Linked DNA regions of Mus musculus: all the other regions are linked to region 1. A link is a contact called in public HiChIP or PLAC-seq and promoter capture Hi-C data. All regions are on one chromosome and are shown on one strand. The core of a region is the stretch at or near the end of the contact, and the rest is flanking DNA. Distances in the headings are between cores, read along the strand shown.

The links. Promoter capture Hi-C pulls out the DNA fragments that hold promoters and counts their contacts. HiChIP or PLAC-seq counts read pairs in DNA pulled down with a chosen protein or histone mark.
Region 2: a contact with region 1 is called in an HNF4G HiChIP or PLAC-seq map of pancreatic cancer cells. The contact joins the promoter of Hnf4a here to the promoter of Sys1 in region 1. A contact is called at or near these places in 3 of 39 promoter capture datasets (liver and pre-B cells) and 1 of 115 datasets of contacts at active chromatin or transcription factors (pancreatic cancer cells).
Region 3: a promoter capture Hi-C map of pre-B cells shows a contact between it and region 1, with 7 times the contacts expected there. The contact joins the promoter of Ttpal here to the promoter of Sys1 in region 1. A contact is called at or near these places in 2 of 39 promoter capture datasets (liver and pre-B cells) and 1 of 115 datasets of contacts at active chromatin or transcription factors (microglia).
Region 4: a promoter capture Hi-C map of pre-B cells shows a contact between it and region 1, with 3 times the contacts expected there. The contact joins the promoter of Pkig here to the promoter of Sys1 in region 1. A contact is called at or near these places in 2 of 39 promoter capture datasets (the C10 cell line and pre-B cells).

Annotation. Positions count from the first base shown.
Region 1 is chr2:164,459,162-164,462,787 of GRCm38.p6, forward strand. It overlaps Sys1 (SYS1 Golgi-localized integral membrane protein homolog (S. cerevisiae)), which reads left to right and starts at 1,810. Exons shown (of 4, transcript NM_025575.3): 1 at 1,810-1,959; 2 at 2,132-2,368. The coding sequence starts at 2,207.
Region 2 is chr2:163,545,583-163,549,208 of GRCm38.p6, forward strand. It overlaps Hnf4a (hepatic nuclear factor 4, alpha), which reads left to right and starts at 1,573. Exons shown (of 10, transcript NM_008261.3): 1 at 1,573-1,837. The coding sequence starts at 1,723.
Region 3 is chr2:163,600,350-163,603,975 of GRCm38.p6, forward strand. It overlaps Ttpal (tocopherol (alpha) transfer protein-like), which reads left to right and starts at 1,965. Exons shown (of 5, transcript NM_181734.3): 1 at 1,965-2,065.
Region 4 is chr2:163,656,467-163,660,092 of GRCm38.p6, forward strand. Pkig (protein kinase inhibitor, gamma) reads left to right here and starts at 1,920. Exons shown (of 4, transcript NM_001039391.2): 1 at 1,920-2,026.

The DNA.
Region 1 (3,626 bases), core at 560-3,059:
AACAAGAACCAAAACCTGTTTTGCCATTAACTTTATTTAATTAACTAATTTATTTATTTTAGGTTTTTGATTTTTTTTTTTTCAAGACAGGTTTTTCTCTGTGCAGCTTTGACTGTCCTGGAATTCATGCTGTAGTCCAGGCTGGCTGCAAACTTACAGGGATCCACCTGCCTCTGCCTCCTGAATGCTGGAATTAAAAGTGTGCACCACTACCATCTGGCTAACTTTATGTTTTTAAGAGTGTTTGTTAGCTGGGCAGTGGTGGCGCATGCCTTTAATCCCGGCACTTGGGAGGCAGGGGCAGGTGGATTTCTGAGTTTGCGGCCAGCCTGGTCTACAGAGTGAGTTCCAGGACAGCCAGGGCTACACAGAGAAACCCTGTCTCCAAAAACAAGAACAAAAACAAAAGACAGTATGTTGCCCCTCTTCTCTGACCTTTAGTTTAAACATGTGTATAATGGGAGCAGAGGCCAAAAGAAAAAAAAAAAAGAGCCTGAAAACTCTGTACTAAAGAAAGAAAACACTGAGAATCTAAAATGAAAATAGTCATTTTTTAAAATGTATTATTTCCTTGGGAGTCCTTGGGAATTCCATGTGGGTCTGGAATATAGCAAGTTTCAGACCATCCAGGGCTACATAGTGAGACTGTAAGACCCCTGAAGCTGGGCCTCTGCTCAAGTCCCAGGATGAGTTGGCCAGCACCCCAGTGACCCGAGAGAAAACCACACCTGATGCAAACTGCAAGAGGTTTTATTATTAGGTAGCTGAGGATGAAGTCCCTCTGCTGTGCAGGGGCTGGGAGTTGACCCTGAGCGGTGACAGTAGGGGGCTTTTAACAGCTAGCTGGGGAATTGGGAGGAGTTGGGAGGAGAGTTCTTCTCTTCCGGGTGTCCTTGGTGAAATTTACAAGGCAGGAGTGGGGAGTGAGTTCTTTCTGAATTTTTATCTCCATGTCCTCGGCACAGGAAGGCAGGCATCTCTGGTTGTAAAGTATAGAAACAAAAAGGCTTTTTGCTGGCTATAGAGAACAAAGAGCTTCTTTCTGGCTGTATTTTAGAGATCGGGGGAAACAAGCTTGGGGAACGTCCAGGGGCTTTACCTTCCAGGGAGAAACGCTCTAAGTCGGGGTCCCACGAGACTCTGTCTTTAAAAAAAAAAAAAAAGAAAAGTTCCCTTTTGTTAAATTTAAATTGTTGCCGGGTGTGGTGGCGCATGCCTTTAATCCCAGAACTTGGGAGGCAGAGGCAGGCGGATTTCTGAGTTCGAGGCCAGCCTGGTCTACAGAGTGAGTTCCAGGACAGCCAGATCTACACAGAGAAACCCTGTCTCGAAAAAAAACAAAAAAAAATTTTTTTATATTGTTATCATTGTATTTCTATGAGTGTGATAGTCAGATGATAGCTTACAGGAGGCAGTCAGTTCTTTTCTTCCAACATGTGAGTTCAAGATATAAAATGGTCGTCAGTCTTGGCAGCAAGCATCTAGCCCTCTAACCATCTCACCATTCCTCAGTGAATGCTATTTTATTTTATTTTTTATTTTTTATTTATTTTATTTATTTTATTTTTAAAGTCTAGACCTTCCACCCCTTTCCCTCCTAGGAATGGACCTGCTGGATTTTAAAAATCTCCCTCTAGAGGGCGCGCAAGACCCACGGTTTTGTGCCTCATTTCCGTTTGCCTTCATCCTTCATCTTACGCATGTGCAGAGTTTATTTCCGGGCTGCTCGCAAGGGCCCCTTTGGATGGCGTGTAGGGTTCATCCACTGCGTCTGCGCAATGCCCCTCGGTTGCCGTCCCCGGAAGCTCTCCCTTCCCAGGAAGCCGTGGGCCGCAGCTATTCGGCCTCTCTAGGCCGGCGGGTCCTCCGCTCCATGGTCCTGTCTGTCAGCGCTGTGTCAGGAGGCCAGTGCCGAGGTCCGGTCGCGCTCCGACGCTTCGACCCTCGAGCCGGTCGCGGGTGAGTGAACCCGGGAGGAGCCCGGCGGTCGGAACGGGTGGGTCCGCCCGCCCCGCCTCTCCCACCCGGGAATGGGCTTGCTCCCGGGTCCCAGGCCCTCCTCCCTCCCTCCCGCGCCGTTACCAAGGCGACGGCCGGCCCGCCGGCTGCAGCTCCCTGTGTCTTCCCGCAGGTATCCCGGCGGCCGCGGGACGATGGCGTGGTGGCACTGACAGGCGCGGGCGGCTGCCGAGCCCCGCGGGCCGGCATGGCGGGCCAGTTCCGCAGCTACGTGTGGGACCCGTTGCTAATCCTGTCGCAGATCGTACTCATGCAGACCGTCTACTATGGCTCTCTGGGCCTGTGGCTGGCGCTGGTGGACGCGCTGGTGCGCAGCAGCCCGTCCCTGGACCAGATGTTCGACGCGGAGGTAAGCTTAGCGGAAAGGAGTGGGGTTTTGTGGTGGGGCACCGCCGAGCTCTAAATCCGGCTGGGCCAAGTTCTCATTTTGTGGACACTTTTTTTTTTTAAGAAGGGATTTCAGTGTGCGCTCCCCGCGCGACCCCGGTGCCCATCTGTAAAACGGAACGACGAGAACAGGGAAGGAGATAGAGTCTAGGAAGCAAAGTAGTGATCTACAAAGTTCACGCTCAGGAACTGCGCGTTCGAGATACAAACAAGCAAAATCTCATAGGGTTTTAAAGAACCTTACAGTGTTGTGTTGGCTGCCTATGCGCTTAGCCTCGTAGCCAGCTCCGCAGCTTGTGGCTAGAGGTTGAACACACATGGCAGATACTACAGTCAACAGACTTGTGTCCCGGGCAAACATGATGTCTCTTTCTTGAAACCCTCTAGAAAAATGACTTCCTTTCTCCCAGCTGAGCTTGTCAGGAGCCACAGTAAGAAGAGGGATAGACAAAAGGGCATCCGTAATGATGAAGTGGAAACTGTTAAGACTTGGTGTCAGATAGGTCCCTTTAAATTCCTCTCTGCCCTGTGACTTGGGCAAATGTTTCCTCTCCCGTCTGCAATATCACACTGTTGGTACGAGGTGGTGAACTGTTCAAAGAGCCTGCTGTGCTTAGGGTCCAATCTAGCTGAGAGAACTTGAAGAGTTGTTTTGCCTTTCCAATCCCTTTTATCCTCTGCAAAGTGAGCAGGATAATCCTGTCATGTTACCTATAGTAAAATGTTAAAAGGCCCAGAGGGGTTTAAGAATAAGAAAATGCTTCGTGCCGGGTGTGGTGGCACACGCCTTTAATCCCAGCACTCGGGAGGTAGAGGCAGGTGGATTTCTGAGTTTGAGGCCAGCCTTGTCTATACAAAAGTGAGTTCCAGGACAGCAAGGGTAACACAGAGAAACCCTGTCTCAAAAAAAAAAAAAAAAAAAAAACCAAAATGCTTTGTGAGGTATAGTGGAAGCCTAAGAGGTTGCTAAGAGGAGAGACAGTGATAGTTGATATGAACAAAGTTCTTGGTTCGGGAGACCTGGGATGGAGTCCTTGTGTTTGCTACTGTTGTTTGCATTGGCCTTTGGGTAACTAATTCTGTGGAAAGAGACACTAGGAGCTTTGTGAGATCATGGATGTCAAAGGCCTTTGCAAGCTGAAGTATGGCACAGGTATTTAGTATTTGGTAGTACTCTGTCAACAATAAGTATCTCAAACATAGCAGATGCTGAGTAGTGG
Region 2 (3,626 bases), core at 323-2,822, 910 kb before region 1:
AGTGGTTAAGAGCACTGGCTGCTTTTTCAGAGGACCAGAGTTTAATTCCCAGCACCCACATGGCAGCTCACAACTGTCTGTAACTCCAATTCCAGGGGATCCAACACCCTCTTCTGGCCTCCATAGGCACCAGGTATGCATGTGGTGCACAGACATACATGCAGGCAAAACACTCATACAAATATTGTATTTTTTAAAAAAACCCTTTAAAAGAATGGAATGAATGTTGAGCCATGCAGAGAAAAGGGGGAAAAGGTGGATAGAAAGAAACGGAAAGCCGGGCGTGGTGGCGCATGGCTTTAATCCCAGCACTCGGGGAGGCAGAGGCAGGCGGATTTCTGAGTTCGAGGCCAGCCTGGTCTACAAAGTGAGTTCCAGGACAGCCAGGGCTATACAGAGAAACCCTGTCTCGAAAAACCAAAAAAAAAAAAAAAAAAAGAAAGAAAAGAAAAAGAAAGAAAGAAAGAAAGAAAGAAAGAAAGAAAGAAAGAAAGAAAGAAAGAAAGAAAGAGGGGGGAGGGAGGGAGGGAGGGAGGAAGGAAGGAAGGAAGGAAGGAAAGAAGGAAGGAAGGAAGGAAGGAAGGAAGTTAGTTTGGGCAAAAGGGAAGAGGGACCCTAAAATGAGAAGAGGAATTAGTTGGGCATGGTGGCACATTCCTGTTAGTTCCAGCTCTTGGAAGGCTGAGGCAGGAGTGTCAAGAATTTGAGCTCAACTTGGGCTCCATAGCAAGACAAAATGATGGTTTGGGGGTGAGGCGTTAGCCAACGCACCTTGACAGTTATTTTTAGATCTTATGTATTACCCAAACTACCCTTTCAGATTGCCCCATGCAGTCTAGGAGATGGAAACTGAGGCTTGGGAGGAGAATCATTTACTTAGTGTCACAGTTCTCATGGGGCAGGTGCCTGAGCGGAAGCCCAGGTCTATGGGCTGCAGCTCTTGTCTGTGCCTGTCCTGGGAGGGGTATGCACTGTGCAAGCATTCAGTGTTTTCAGGAAACCATCTATGGTTCAGCTGGAGCAACCAAGAGATATCCAACCGCTGGGTGAGTCCCAGCGGTTCCCAAAGCATGTGACAAACCAGAAGGGAACCAGAAGAATCCTCTTCAGCAAGATCCGAAAGACCCAAGTGTGGGCTTGGGTGTTAGGTTTCCAGTTCAAGCGACCCAGGACAGCTTTATCTCAAATTGAGGATAGAAGTCAATGATCTGGGACGTGATTGGCTTAGGGCTTCATAGTGGTAGGCTTGCCAGTGTCTAAACATGTCAGCTGGGTTGTCCACCTTGGTGAGACTTGGGGGCTGCTGAGGCAAGGGGTCCAACCAATGCCAGTCCTGTTGGGTGCCTGCCTTGGAAGATTGGTAAGTGACTATTAATGAGCGGGAGGTGGGGGGGGGGGCAACAGTTGTAATTAGCACCCCAGGTGTCAGTCAGAAACCAACAAACAGCCAAATCCTCGTGGCTCCACCCAGCCTACCCAGCAACGGGGGTGATTAACCATTAACTCCTACCCCTCCCCACAGAGCCTCCACCCTCTGCAGAGGCTAGGCCAGGACGCCAGGCTGAGTCTCCCAGAGGACAGTTTGAAAGAGAGGAAGGCAGAGAAGGGACCTGGGAGGAGGCAGGAGGAGGGCGGGGACGGGGGGGGCTGGGGCTCAGCCCAGGGGCTTGGGTGGCATCCTGGGCCGGGCAGGACAGGGGGCTAAGGCGTGGGTAGGGGAGAATGCGACTCTCTAAAACCCTTGCCGGCATGGATATGGCCGACTACAGCGCTGCCCTGGACCCAGCCTACACCACCCTGGAGTTTGAAAATGTGCAGGTGTTGACCATGGGCAATGGTAGGTGGGGGCAGTTGGACTGAGGTATGGAGCGGGTCTTTGGCACTAGACTTTGGGATGGGAGGGAAAATGCAGAAAATTGTAGGTTGGTCCTATAGGCTCGTACAGGTGTTGCCAGGCGAAGCAAATGGGCCTTCGTCGTACTGTGGCCAGAGGCATTCTGGGTGACCGAGGCCTGCCGAGGTGGATTTCCAACAGAAAAATTCCCCAGACCCTCCCTACTTAGGCCCCCGGGGGTCTTAGGCTGTCCCGATTACCATGTTAAGGAAATGGGGCCGTGATAGTGAGCTTCCTCCGGGTGGCTGCAGAAATCAATCCTGTCCAACATGGCCCTATCTTCGGGCCCCTGGGCCCTTTTACGTGCAAGCTACAAAAGGTCTGTCTTGTCTCTAGTGATTGTGACAGGAGGCACGGCTGCGTTTCAGACTTTGGGAAACTGGAGTTCAGGAGAAAAGTAGAATTTCTGGGCTTCCTGTCTAAAAGGCCAACATAGCGGTGTGCGTTTACACGTACGGTCCTAGGTGTCCTTGTAAGAGTATGAGAGGCACGGCAAATGCAATACAGCTGCGTGCCTTTTCCCCTTTTTGAGTTTGTGTCCCAGCTTCATCTGTATGCGTCGAATGGTCTGTAGTTCTGTCTCCAGGATCTTTTGGTTTTTGGTTTTTGGTTTGGTTTTGGTTTTGTTTGTTTGGTTGGTTTGGTTTGAATACATATTTGTATGTATAGTGTCTGTAAATGTGGATGACAGATCTAACATACTTGTAAATGTGGCCATACCCTGTGCTTTCTGCCTGGTGGCCCTGCATGGCATTTTGCTTTTGATATGTGCATATAGCCCCTGTGATACTGGGCACCACTCTCTGGTATACAAGATTGTGTAGTGTCAATTTGGTAGGACTCTTTTTGTTTGGTTGGTTGTTTTATTTTTTTGAGAGAGGGTCTCTACGTAGCTCTAGCTGTCCTGAAACTCACTACATAGACCAGGCTATTCTCAAACTCACAAGAGTGCCACCTGCCTCTGCTTCCCAAATGCCAAGTTTAAAGGCATGCACCCACTAGACCCAGCCTGGTTTTGTTTGTTTGTTTGTTTGTTTGTTTTTGGTTTTGGTTTTTGATACAGGGCATATGTGTTCCTGAGCTGGCTTGAAACTTAGAACATACTCCCAGGCCAGCCTGGAACTTGAGGTCCTTTGATCCAGCCTTCTAAAGCACCAGGGTTATGTTGTGAGAGTCTTCTTCACTGTGACTCTCTACCAAAACTTGGCATTCGTGGCAGCAGCTTGTGTGTTTTGTGTCTCTGTTGTCCCTGTGTCACCATCCTTCAAACACCTGCTCCAATATCACCGAGTATGTGTCTGTGGGGTGGTGGGTGTTTCCTTTGCCAGAGGGTTGAGAAGGCAGGTGTCCTGGGAAGCTTCTGGAAGGGACGGGACCAGGTTCAAGGCTAGCACTGGAGAGAGAGATGGCACTTGGCTGAGGCTGGCCTGCCACCACCCTCCCTCCATGATGCTTCCTCTTCCTTTCAGAATTCAAAGCTTAGGTCTGGAAAGCTGTGTGCGCTCTCAATCTAGCTAGAAGGAGGAGGCAGCGTGTGGGCTCTGTCCATGGTCAGTCCCCCTGCCCCCTCCCCCCTCCCCCGATGCTTGCCCCTAGTATCTCTTGCCAAGTACCATGTGACCTTGGGTACACTACCTCCTTCTTTGTCTCTTGTGCAGTATGGAAATGGGTTTCTTTACCCCAGCTTCGTTGGACAGGGGTGATTCAGAGGGGTTTACTCAGGGAAGTGTTC
Region 3 (3,626 bases), core at 715-3,214, 860 kb before region 1:
CTATTCCAGGTTCTCCCAATAATGGGCCCAATGTAACTGTAAACATTCTTATAAGTGAGAGGCAGGAAGCTGGAGGTGACGTGTCTCCTGATCTTTTCTACTCAAGAGGCTGAAGTGGGAGAACTGAAAGTTCAAGACCAACCTGAGTAAGTGTCTCAAAAACAAATCTTTGAAACAGGGTCTTACTCATGGTCCTGACTGGCCAGCTGACCTCAAACGCAGCTGAGGTTAAAGGCGTGCATCACGATGCCCAAATTTCTCAAATATTTGAACATGACTTTTGTAAGAGACATGAGCATTCACACTTATGATTCCAGGACTTCCAAATGTGACACAGAAGGATTGTGGACTTGAAGTCAGCCTAGATTACATCAAGTTCTCTCTCTCTCTCTCTCTCTCTCTCTCTCTCACTCACACACACACACAAAGAGAGAGAGAAAGAGAGAGAGAAAGAGAGAGAGGGAGAGAGAACACAGAGGGGGTATTCAGGACTCAGTCAGTTGCCGTTGTGACAACAGAAGCAAGATGTCGGAGTGATGTGGGGAAGACCATGGACCAAATAATACCAGTAGCTCAGTAGCTTCTGCAAGTTGGAAAAGAGAACCAGTACCCAGAGAGACAGCAGCCTTCCCAGCTCCCCGGTGTCTTTAGCAAAGCAACAAAATACATTTGTGTTATTTGAAGTCACTATGTAGTAATTTGTTATAAATGGAACAGGAAACTAACACTTAGATTTGGGCGGGGGGGGGGCGCGGACGGGGGACAGGACACCTATTTAAATGTGAGTTTCTGAGAAACAAACATTTCTAAAGTATGTGTCCCAAATGTTACATAAGGAACCTAGTCTTAAAAATAGACCTTTGTTTATCTGAAATTCAAATTTAACTGAGAGTTCTATATTTTATTTGGCAGCCTAGAAGCTGGTGACTGGAGAGAAGGGAGGACTGCAAGTCTCATGACTTGTAACCTGGGGTGGCGGCACACACTCACTGTCTCAGAAGACAAGGCGCAAGAGTCATGAGTTGGGGGCCAGCTGGTCTACAAAGGCACCCTCTATTAAAAACAAACAAAACAGATAAACATAACTCAGAATTCCCAGGGTACCTCGAACCCCTCTCACATATTTAGTTTGACATCTGGCAAAATCCATTGTGTCCTTATGTCCTTGAAGGTCACTTCCCACCACTCTAGGACTCCACTTATTCATAAGGTAGGGAAAGGATGAGGGACTTAAGGTTATCCCTTTGAATATGACATTTTCTTAGACCGACGAAATTTCTCTCTAGAAATGGTCTGTTGTCCTTATTCTACCTAAAAGAGATTTGCCTCGAAATTACAGTTGCACAAACCATGGGTATGTGTGGTGAGGCTAGTAAATGGGTCAGATGTGGAGTTAATAAACTCCTTTTCAAACTACTGCTGTCTCGAGACAACATTGTGAGCCCCAGAGCAGGAAACAAGTAGTTTCTGAGTCGGGGTCCAGGGCAAGAATCGTTATTCACGAAGAAATAGAGGCGAAGAGGCTAGTGCACTTGGCCAAAGCGGCTCAGCTGATGGCATACTGACACAGGCAGCCAGTCCAGACATCAGCTGAGGACAGAGTAGTTCTGCAAATGATAAGCCTGAGGTCTAGGTCTGAAGCTGGTTTCTGCATTGATTTGCCGCTTCTCTAGAGGTCACAGCAGGCAGGGGGATTGAAAAAAAAAAATATATATATATATATAAAATGAAAATAAATAAATAAAAAGACAATTTAATGAGAAAATGATGTAGAACACTAGGCATATGGCAGTGTGTTCCAGCTTCCCTCCCCGAGGCCTCAGTTTCCCCACCCGAAACCCAACTCAGCTGCACAGCCGGGGCCACCAGGTGGTGTCAAGCCCCAAGTCAGCACTACAAAGTTCACTCATGCGCATTCCCGGATGGGCGCCGCCTACACGCGGCTCGAGCGTCACTTCCGGCGCGAGGGCCGGGCCGGCCGGCCGGGGAGTGCGGGTCTGTTCTGCGCGCGCTGCCAGCCGAGGCTCCTGCCGCCGTGACCCGCGCTCCGCCCGCCGCCGGGCTGGTGAGTGCCCACGAGCCCGGGTGTGCGCCGAGGGGCCAGAGATAGGGACCGGAGAGGGCGAGATCGCCGGAAGTGGGCCAGAGGGGCGGGAGACCCCAGGAAATGGGGACACCTGGGGAGGGGGCGAAGACCGGAAGTAGGGGCCTTGGGACGCTGTCAGCGGCTCGCAGGTCTCTGGGGCTCCGAGAGAGATGGCTTCCTGCCTCCTGTTGTTGTGGACGAGAGGGGATGCCCCGGAGAGAGAGATGGCTCCAGGTGGGGAGGGTGTCAGGCTTTATTTCCTGTCCATCACGTCGTTGTCGAGGCTGACAGCCACTGCTGAGCCCTTGGGGATACAGCAGGAAGCTGCAGGTGGAAGATAGAGATGATGAGACCAGGGTGGGGCTTGACCCTTCTTCGCTCTGCCTCACTGGACAGGGCTTGCCGTACTTCCCCTGATGTTGACGGAGTGCTGTCGCGAGCCGGCACTGGGTCTTGTGGTGACTCCACAGGCAAGTTCTCTGGCCTGTAGTGATGATTCACATTGTAGGAGGTCAGTTCCCTCCTTTGTAAAGTGGCAACTGACGATAATCAGCACGCTCAGTTATTGTGAAGATGAAATGTGGAGCCGACAGTGTAGTTCAGTGGGAGAGTGGTGCCTTGCATGTGCAAGGCCCTGGGGTTTATCTCCAGCAACAAATGCCCAGGAAGAAATAAAGAAACAGATGTACAATGGGGAGCTTGATTCAAAGCAGAACCCTCAGCCTGTAGGACCTCTTTGCATCAGTCCATGATGTAAACCGCACGAGGCAAGGCGTTATTGTTTTCTGCTGTGTCCCTAGCATCTGTCAGCACAGTGCCTGACAGGTACAGGAGGCCATCAGTAATTCTTTGATAAATGACTGGGTGGGAACTGACCCAGAAGAGTTCCTTGTAGACACCTGTGACACTAAGTAAAAGTTTCTAAAGACGAATAGGAACCCAGGGCTGTAGAAACCTGGAGGAACTCACCCTGAGGAAGGGGGCGGGGGGGGGGGGGGATGGAGCGGGGATTTACAGACTAGATCCCATCGCAGTTGGGCCTTGGCAGCTAACATGGAGAGAAGCCTTCATGCAGAGAGTGTCAGATGTGTGAGATAGTCTAAGAATGTGGATTATTAGTTTGTCCTCCCTGGTAAATGGAGGAGAGAAAGGAGAGGGCCTTTGGGGCTAGTTCTATAGTCTGTGGCACCGCGGTCAATCTCAGGCAATGAATTAGGATTCTAGGCACCTACCTGTTGGAAACAAGTTGCCATGGAAACAGCCCAGGGCAGATCCCGTGAGATCAAGATTGTCCCATCCCTTGCTCAGCACACCTCTGTAAAAGTACATTAAAATAAAATATTTATGATGTGGGACCTATATGTCTTATAGCTTTTTAGGTGCTACATTCAGGTTAATGCACAAGACCTGACTATCACACACTGATTACCTACACACATGTCAAGAATGGGAGATGTGCTAGTCCACAGAGCTCACACCCAAGCAGCTCAGACAGTCAGGAGTCAGTTCACATACACTGTCCCCTCTCACCTGGATTGGT
Region 4 (3,626 bases), core at 670-3,169, 800 kb before region 1:
CAGCTTTTTATATGAATGCTGGAGATCTGAACTCAGGTCCTCATGTTTGCACTTTACCAACTGAGCTATCCCCTCAGAAAAAAATCTTATCCCAAGCTTTCGATCACAGTTTCAGTGTCCAAGTGAGCATGCTCAGATCAGAGTCTGATCTCTGTTTTTTTTTAAAAAGATATTTAAAAAATTCTTTTTATTTCATTTCATTTCTTTTTCATTAATTTATTTATTCACTTTACATCCTGGTAATAGCCCTCTCCCTCCTCTCTTCCCAGTCTCACCCTCCTCTTCCTCTCCCCATTATCTTCTCTTCCCTTCTCTTCAGAGAAGGGAAAGCCCTCTTTGTATACCAACCAGCCCTGGAACACCAAGTCACAGCAGGTGCTAAGTATATCCTCTCCCGCCGCGTGTGGGAAGCCCCACCAGGCAATCCAGCTAGGGGAAGGAGATCCAATGGCAGGCAGCAGAGTCAGAGACAGCCCATGCTCCAGTTGTTTGGGGACCCACATGATGACCAAGCTGCACATCTGCGACAAATGTGTAGGGGAATTTTATTTTATGTGTATGAATGTTTCGTCTACATGCATGTCTGTGCACCATGTATGTGCCTGGTGCCCACAGAGGCCAGAGGACATAAAAATCCCCTGAAACTGGAGCTACAGACAGCTGTTAGGTATCATGCAGTTGCTGGGAATTGAAACAGGGTTTTCTGGGAGTGTGATAGGTCCTCTTAACCACATAGCCCCAAGTTAGTGATATGTTTGTTTGTTTGTTTGTTTGTTTCGAGACCGGGTTTCTCTGTGTAGCCCTGGCTGTCCTGGAAGAAACCACTCTCTCAGTCATTAATGACACTTTCCATTTCCCCTGAGTGGTCTAGCTTGTGTGACAATTTATATGTGACTCTCCTATAATAACTAAGGAACTTAAGGTGTACCAAGAACTCCTTAAATAGCTTAAGAAGCCATTCTGACCTAAAATGCAGGAGAATCCTAGGGGCCTACAGGCCTTCCCTATGTGAGACAAGAAGAGGAAACAGGACATTGCTTCTGTGAGGTAGTCAACCCCTTTGCTCTGGCTTCTGTAAACCTGCTTATGGCTCTGGGACTGGGATGAGGCGGACCCTTTCCCTCTGTACAGTGGGATGAGAAACAACTGAGAGGAGGAAAGCCAGTTCTTCCCCCAGCTGTGGGTTCCACCAAGCATGAGATAACTGTGATGCCCACTGCTGATGTCCATCTTTGTAAACCCTTCCTTTAGCCACTCCTTGGCAAGGCAATCTTTTGATTTGGCTCTAAGGCTGCCATCCAAGGCTGTGATTCTGTTAGTGGTAGCAATCAACTGATTTAATCTGAATTCAGATTTAGTCTAATTCATAGTTTTTCCCCCAAGTGGATACGAGCTCCACACCAGCTAGGAGCACCCTTTGAACTTAGGGTCCCTTATATTTGCAGGATTTCCCCCAGGAAACCTAATTGCTGAATATGAATTAATTATTTCCCATGCTGAAATTAATTCTGGTGTTTAAATTTTCGTGCCCCCCCCCCCAAAAAAAAACAAAAACAAAAAACTTTTACTTTTTTGCCACACCCCTTCGTTTCAGAGATTATGACAGAGGAATTTGTCACTCCACATCAATTTTTCTAGTCTTTATTTTCAGTCAGAGGGCTGGGCTTGTAGCTCAGTAATAGAGCATGTGTACCACCATCAAAAAAGTAATTAAAAAAAAAAAAGCTACATCTGGTGGCATAAACATCCGAGGGACAAGCCCTCACCTAGAGCCTCGATGGCCTCCATGCTCATCTTTCACTGGCCACCTCTCTGGAGAGCTAAGACCCCAGCCTCAGGACCGCTTTCCTTCCTCCGCCCATTGCTCCCAGTCGCGTCCCTTCCCGGCCGCCGTAGAGCAAGCGACGCGGGAGTTCGGCAGTCGCGTCGCCTAGGCAACGGCTCGGCGGCGGGCTGCGGGCGCCAGGCGGCCCCGGGGAGGCGCTCGCGCCGGCGGCCGGGGCTCTACGAGGCGACAAGGCGGCAGGTAAGCGGCGGTAGAGCGGGTGAACGTGACCCGGAGAGGAGCGGTCCGCCGGGCGACCGGCGAGGAACGGGTCGCGGGGACGCCAGGCAAGGACAGAGGGCCGGACCTTTGTCCCTTGGGCCCGCGAGCTGGCGCCTGCGACGCCCTCTGACCCCGGCCGAGTTCGGGTGGGTGCGCTTTCCGCTTTTATTCCTATGTATCTCTGGAGCCTCACTCGAAAGTTTTCCTTTTAAATAGTAATTTTTAAAAAGCTCCTATTTTATGAGGGTTGGTCGCGGAGTAGCTAGGAACTGAAGAGAACGTCTGCGTGTGTCGCTCTTCGTTGGTGGTGGTGGTGGGAGGTCGGCGAGATCGGACTTATTTCTGAGTCAGTTTTCTCACCTGCACAATGGGGATAATAATACCTGTCTTATAAGATGATCAAAACGTGTTTTTATATTTAAAATCCTCACTACATGGGCGCTTTTCTTGTTACTACTACGAGGAGCATCATTGAGTATTTATTGAGAACCAGGGCCTGGGCTGATCGCCAGCGGTTTAAAAAAAAAAAAAAGTGAATGAGACGTCTTGTCCTTAGGGAACTCCACTCCTGCCCGTAGGAAACTGACCTATGGACTGGTTTTTGGTGTAATTTGAGCTATGGTTTTACACGTACAGGAAGCTGAATGCAGTGGAGGCTGTTGTAGACCTTCAGAGGTGATCAGAGAGAGAGGATTACACTAGAAGGTTACTTCCAAAAGGAGGTATGTAGCTTGCCTTTTGTCTTGGCCAGAAGACTAGTCTGGTGTGTGTGCCTAGTGTTAGGAAAACGGTGCCTTGAGGAGACAGCCAAACTTCTAGAGACTCTCCCAAGAATTTCAGGCTGGAAGGGAGTCCAAAAGGTAGCAAGAGTGTCTACTTGATGTTTGAAGGATAAGCCTCGGCTCTTCTTGACAGACTTTTTTTAGGGTCGGAGGTGGCGTTATGGGTAAAGTTTTAGGATGTTTGCTTTTTATTTTTTGTGAACCCTCAAGGGATTTGTTTGTTTTAATACAGGATTTTGTGGCCTACAGTCTGGTCTTGATTAATGCTGCTGTGTAGCTGAGGCTTTGCCTTGAACTCCTGACTCTCATGTCTCTGCTCCTGAGTTTGTGAGCTTGCAGAGGCGTCTAATTAGAAGCGGGTGAGCGTGTGCGCATGCGCTTCCGCGATTCTATGCGCGCCCTTGATCAGAAGTAGACCTCTCACCCTCTTTGGTCTCCTTGCTATTATTTTTTGCTTTGCAGCCAGTTCTTTATGGCGATTCAAAACAAAAAAAAAAACAGATATTGACAATTATCTTAGACCTTTTTTTCATTATTAAAACTACATACTCGCTTTAGCAAGATTAGAGGTTTCGGGGCAGGCGAGATGGCTCAGTGGTTAAGAGCACCGACTGATCTTCTGAAGGTTCTGAGTTCAAATCCCAGCAATCATCTGTAATGAGATACGATGCCCTCTTCTGGTGTGTCTGAAGACAGCTACAGTGTACTTACATATAACAATAAATCTTTAAAAAGAGAGAGAGAGAAGAGGTTTCTTTAGCTTACAGTTCTGGAGATTCTTGGAGCCCACTTCTGAC